Linked DNA regions of Pan troglodytes: region 1 is linked to region 2. Evidence: chromatin contacts called from public Hi-C data. All regions are on one chromosome and are shown on one strand. Each heading gives the region's core, a stretch centred on a gene start, on an enhancer-like site or on the middle of the called end of the contact. The rest is flanking DNA. Distances are from core to core; before and after follow the strand shown. Region 1 overlaps FAF1 (Fas associated factor 1). Region 2 overlaps FAF1 (Fas associated factor 1).

What was found. A called contact is a pair of places that touch in the nucleus more often than the background predicts.
Region 1: a Hi-C map of induced pluripotent stem cells shows a contact between it and region 2, with 2.2 times the contacts expected there. The contact joins two enhancer-like sites. A contact is called at or near these places in 2 of 7 Hi-C or Micro-C datasets (induced pluripotent stem cells and stem cell-derived neural progenitor cells).

Annotation. Positions count from the first base shown.
Region 1 is chr1:180,402,329-180,405,028 of NHGRI_mPanTro3-v2.0_pri, reverse strand. All of the region lies in intron 8 of FAF1 (Fas associated factor 1), which reads right to left. Among named protein-coding and RNA genes, the nearest start is that of DMRTA2, 200 kb to the left of the region's middle. Within about 2 kb of position 1,423, at least 9 of the 24 cell types and tissues checked have an H3K27ac peak or open chromatin away from gene starts, as enhancers often do. A contact at or near this core is called in induced pluripotent stem cells, where this site is marked.
Region 2 is chr1:180,322,870-180,325,569 of NHGRI_mPanTro3-v2.0_pri, reverse strand. All of the region lies in intron 7 of FAF1 (Fas associated factor 1), which reads right to left. Among named protein-coding and RNA genes, the nearest start is that of FAF1, 260 kb to the right of the region's middle. Within about 2 kb of position 1,434, at least 11 of the 24 cell types and tissues checked have an H3K27ac peak or open chromatin away from gene starts, as enhancers often do. A contact at or near this core is called in induced pluripotent stem cells, where this site is marked.

The sequences.
Region 1 (2,700 bases), core at 174-2,673, 79 kb before region 2:
ATTTGAAACACATTCCCTCAGCATTTGTCTGAGAAGGATTTTGTTTCTCCTTCACTTATAAAGCTTAGTTTGCTGGGATATGAAATTCTTGGTTGAAATTTATTTAAGGATGCTGAATATAGGCCCCAAATCTCTTTTAGCTTGTAGGGTTTGTGCTCACAGGCCTGCTGCTAACGGGGTTGTCTAGCCTGATTGGGTTCTCTCTGTATATGACTTGACCATTCTCTCTAGCTGCCTTTAAGATTTTTTCTTTTACATTGACCTTGGTGAATCTGATGAGTACATGCCTTGGGGATGGTCATCTCATATAGTATCTAACCAGGGTTCTCTGTATTTCCTGGATTTGCATATCAATTTTTGTAGTGAGATTAGGGAAATTTTCATGGACTATATCCTCAAATATATTTTCCAAGTTGCTTATTCTCTCTCCTTCTCTCTTAAAAATGCCAATGAATAGTAGATTTGGTCTCTCTCTCTCTCTTTTTTTTTTTTTTTTTTTTTTTTTTTTTGAGACAGAGTCTTGCTCTGTCTCCCAGGCTGGAGTGCAATGGCACAATCTCGGCTCACTGCAACCTCTGCCTTCCAGGTTCAAGCGACTCTCTTGCCTCAACTTCCCAAGTAGCTGGGACTACAGGTGCCCACCACCACGCCTGGCTAATTTTTGTATTTTTAGTAAAGACAGGGTTTCACTATGTTGGCCAGGTTGGTCTTGAACTCCTGACCTCGTGATCCGCCCGCCTCGGCCTCCCAAAGTGCTGGGATTATAGGCGTGAGCCACCGTGTCCAGCCTAGATTTGGTCTCTTAAGATAATCCCACATTTCTTGGAGGTTTTGTTCATTGTTTTAAATTTTAAATTTAAATTTATTTTTGTCTGAATGAGTTGATTTGAAGAACCAGTCTTTGAGCTCTGAGAGTCTTTCCTCCTCTTGGTCTATTCTGTTGTTCATACTTGTATTGTATTATGAAATTCTTGTAGTAAACTTAGCAGCTCTAGAAATTCAGTTTGGTTCTTTCTTAAAATGGCTATTTCATCTTTCAGCTCTTGGATCATTTTGCTAGATTCCTTGGATTGGGTTTCAATTTTCTCCTGAATCTCAATGCACTTCCTTGACATCCAGATTCTCAATTCTGTGTCTGTCATTGCAGTCATTTTGGAATGGTTAAGAACCATTGTTGGGAAACTAGTGGACTTGTCTGGAGGTAAGGGGACACTGGCTTTTTCAACTGCCAGAGTTCTTGTGTTGATTCTTTACGTGTGGGTGAATTCTTGCACTTGGTTTCACAGGTGTATATATTAGCAGGATAATTTTTGTTTTTGCAGTTTGAGCTGCGATCCAGTAGATGGTGCTTAAGAGTAATGGCCAGTAGCTAGGCAAATATCCAGCCACATAGATCTTTTGTACTTTCTTGCATTCTCAGGTGTGCTCTGTGGTGTGGGAGGGAAGGAGATGGCTCCCTCACCAGGTCTGCTTCTGAGCCTTGGGGGTGCCCCTTCCAGTCACTGGCACTGTGCCCACATTTTCTTTTGTTAGGTGTTCCGGGCCATGGGGCCCCCTCAGGCAGAGGCTGGAGCAGGGAGATATGCCGCACACTTTCCGGACCAGCCCTGTGGAGGGAGGCACACCCTGCTCCTACCCTAGTTCTCAGTCCTCTGATGGTGGGGGCTCCTCCCCTGCTCAAGTGTTGGCCTTAGATCTTGGCTCCATACTCCTAAGCTACATGCCACAGCCCTGGAAGTACCAGGAAGTCCCACAGCTCAGGGTGGGGTTATGGCTGTGCTGGGGTTTCTGATGTGCTCCTGAGTCACTGGGAAAATACTCAGGAGGAACAATGCACTCTGGCTGGGCTGCAGAGGGGGTGCTGTGTACACACTCCTGCAAGGCAGCTAGGAATGGGCCTTCGCAGGAGCCAGTGAGCAGGAGGGCTTGCAGAAAAGATATGCCCCAGTCTTACGGGGAAGTTAGCCCCGATCTTTCTTTTTTTCTTCTTCTTCTTCTTTTTTTTTTTTTTGAGATGGAGTCTCACTCTGTAGCCCAAGCTGGAGTGTAGTGGCGGGATCTCGGCTCACTGCAACCTTCGCCTCTGGGGCTCAAGTGGTTCTCCTGCCTCAGCCTCCCAAATACCTGGGACTACAGGGGCGCACCACCACACAGTTAATTTTTTTGTATTTTTAATAGAGACGGGGTTTCACCATGTTGCCCTGGGTGGTCTCGAACTCCTGAGCTCAGGTGATCCACCCGCCTCGGCCTCCCAAAGTGCTGAGATTACAGGAGTGAGGCACTGCACCTGGCCCAGCCCCGATCTTTCTTAGGTTGGAGGTTACCTGGGGCCAGCACCTCCTAGAGGAAGATGAGGAGCCCTGGATGGTGGGTGTCTATGGCTAATCTCTGCCAGAGCTGACCAGCACACAAAAGCTCCTGGGCTCCGTGCCGACCACACTCCTGTCTGTCTTGCTCCCTAGAAAGATTCCCCTGCTGGCCAGGCGCAGTGGCTCACGCCTGTAATCCCAGCACTATGGGAGGCCAAGGCAGGCAGATGGCCTGAGGTCGGAAGTTCGAGACCAGCCTGGCCAGTATGGTGAAACCCAGTCTCCACTAAAAATACAAAAACTAGCCAGGCATGGTGGCAGGTGCCTGTAATCCCAGCTACTCAGGAAGCTGAGGCAGGAAATCACTTGAATTCGGGAGGTGGAGGTTGCA
Region 2 (2,700 bases), core at 185-2,684:
TGACATAAAAAGCTTATTGATGCAATATGCCTTTTAAAATATAAATTCTAGACATTAACTTGAAGAGACGATCCAAACTTTAAGAAGACTATGAAACATTTACAATTATCATGATGAACTATTGGTATGATTTTGTTGTATTCTTTGATAATAGCTATAATTAAAATTAAAATGAACATGGTGGCGGTAATATATGCCATCAAACAAAAGTAAACAATGCCACTAAAATATATCACAAGAATTAAATTTAGAACTACAAAAACATAAAAAGCAGGTGATGTATATTCCTAAATTTGATTCCTTGTATCCTAACCCACATAGTTTACAATAAGAACTAATTATTTCACAGTCTTAGTATTCCAAATTACAGTACTATACATGAACAGCTTTAAGGATAAGGAATAACTATAAATTTGTACAAACTGGACAGGTTTTTTTAATCTCATAACTTTGGTTAATAATCAGAATTATGATAACAGAACTGTGTGAAAATATTGTTTGAAAGCATATTCCAAAGTAAGATTATTAATTATACAACTGCAATTCACACTTAATGTACTTTATTACATTACATATTTTTATAGGACCATCTAGAGATTTGCAAAAAATGGTTGGCTCAAATAAATGGTTCTCTTTTAAGTGCATTTTATCCCTTTAGGTTCACACAATAACAGCAATATATTTTTAAAGTATATATTTTACTCAAAAAATACATAAGTAAGTCACAAACCAAAAGCTAACAGATGTGTGACTTCTAATTAGTTATAATAATCTCTGCTTCAATGCCATTAGAATGAGCCTTCCTTTTCTTTTGAAAACTAAAAAAGCTTTCCTTTGAATTTTAAACTGTCAGGGTGCTTCAAAGTCAATGTACAAAATCTGCTTTGATTAAAATTTTAGACATCTACAGTGATAACTTTATGAAAGGAAAATATTAAATTATAATTATCCTAAACAGACACAGTCTTGTGAAACTAACCCTACATTCATGTTAAAACACAAAGAGTTGAATATAATGAATTTGATTCATCCTCGGACACAAAGCTTCACCACAGTAAACTCAGTCAACTGTTGCTCTTGCGCCTATATTCATGGTGCTTAAATAGCGCACTTTAAAACAAAAAAAACTCCAATTGGCTTTTCATACATCCACCCTCCCCAAAAATAACGCACTTGAAAAACTCAAATGATATGAAAGGCTTCAAGGCCTCTTTTCTCCCTTTCATACCCCCCCTTTTTTTTTTATTTCTGTTTGCAGTAATCTGCCTTTCTCTTTCTCATTGCTACAGAGCAAGCGAGGAGGCTCAGAGCTTTGAAAAGGGGGCTCAGTGTGTAATGGGTCCACTAGAATTAATTTACTTGCACCAAATCCATTGAGCACAGAGGTTCTTTTCCCCCCTCTCTCTCTCTCTTCTCAAATCATTTGGAGTCGAACGCAGCCCCCGGCCTTTGTAATTCTAGTAAAGCACTTAAAGTGCACAGTAGGTGTTCATGAGGACCATCTGGTCAAAAGCAAAACAAGCTGCTGATTTTGCCTTTGAATAGAATGAAGCAAGTGTGAATTAGTCTCTTCAATTAGCACTATTACAACCTGTCAAGTGCATATTGTAAAACAGGATTATTACAGTATTGGTCACCAGTGCAATTATTTACTCTCTGCCTTTTCTTGCATATAAAAAAATCTTATGTTTATTAGTTTCTGATAACTGAACGTAATTTCTCTTAACCCAGGCATTTCAAAACTACCAACACATAAATCACAGATGATGAAATGTGGTCAGCTATCATGTTTGATACACATATCTTAAGTAACAAAAGGCTAAAGACTGTTCTTAATTCTTAAAATGTCATTGCTTCTATCGTCTTGAAATGCAGGTAGACAAATACTTATATGGGCCAAAAAAGATATCCAATCCAGATTATTCTAAAATAGTTCCAGAGAGGGGAAAAGACTTGTCAGTTCCAAAGAGCTGCATTATAAATATTAAATTTATTACTTCAGGGGATAATTTGTTAAGAATCACAGGAAACCTCAATATTTATAAAATGATCCCTACTGATTTATATTCATTTGAAGTGGTATGATTTCAACAGATCTCAGTTTTCAAATGCAACTTGAAACTAATAATATATATGCATATTTAAAAGATGCATAATCGTCTTTTCTGAAAGCTGAATAAAGGCTTGAATTCACTGCCCAGTTGCAGAAGAAATTATCTCTTTCATTCTTGCTAAAATGTCATTCATGATTTCAAATTTTAAAAAATCAAACTATAATATATGTTAATTAAATTGGTTCATTCTAATTGATCCAATATATGCCATTTATCTTGCAGTAAAAACAAACCACTTACACTTTTAATTAAATAAGCACACAACTTAATTTACCCTCTTGCATATGCACATTCTCAGTTACCCTACTCTTACTTCAGTTCTGTGCCAGCAACCCCAACCCTCCCCATACTGGAAAACAAAACAAACAAACCAAAAAAAACACCCAATACTTTAAAACATTTACAGAAAGGACATGTTAGTTAAGGAGTTATAGTCAACCCACTACTAGAACATCAATAATTAGCACAATCTGTGAAAGACTACATATTTTAATTACTGTTACTGGCCACCAGCATTAAAGGAGAATAGTCCAAAATATACGCTAGTCAAGCAAGTTAAGAAAGTAGCAAGTAGAAAAATAGACAC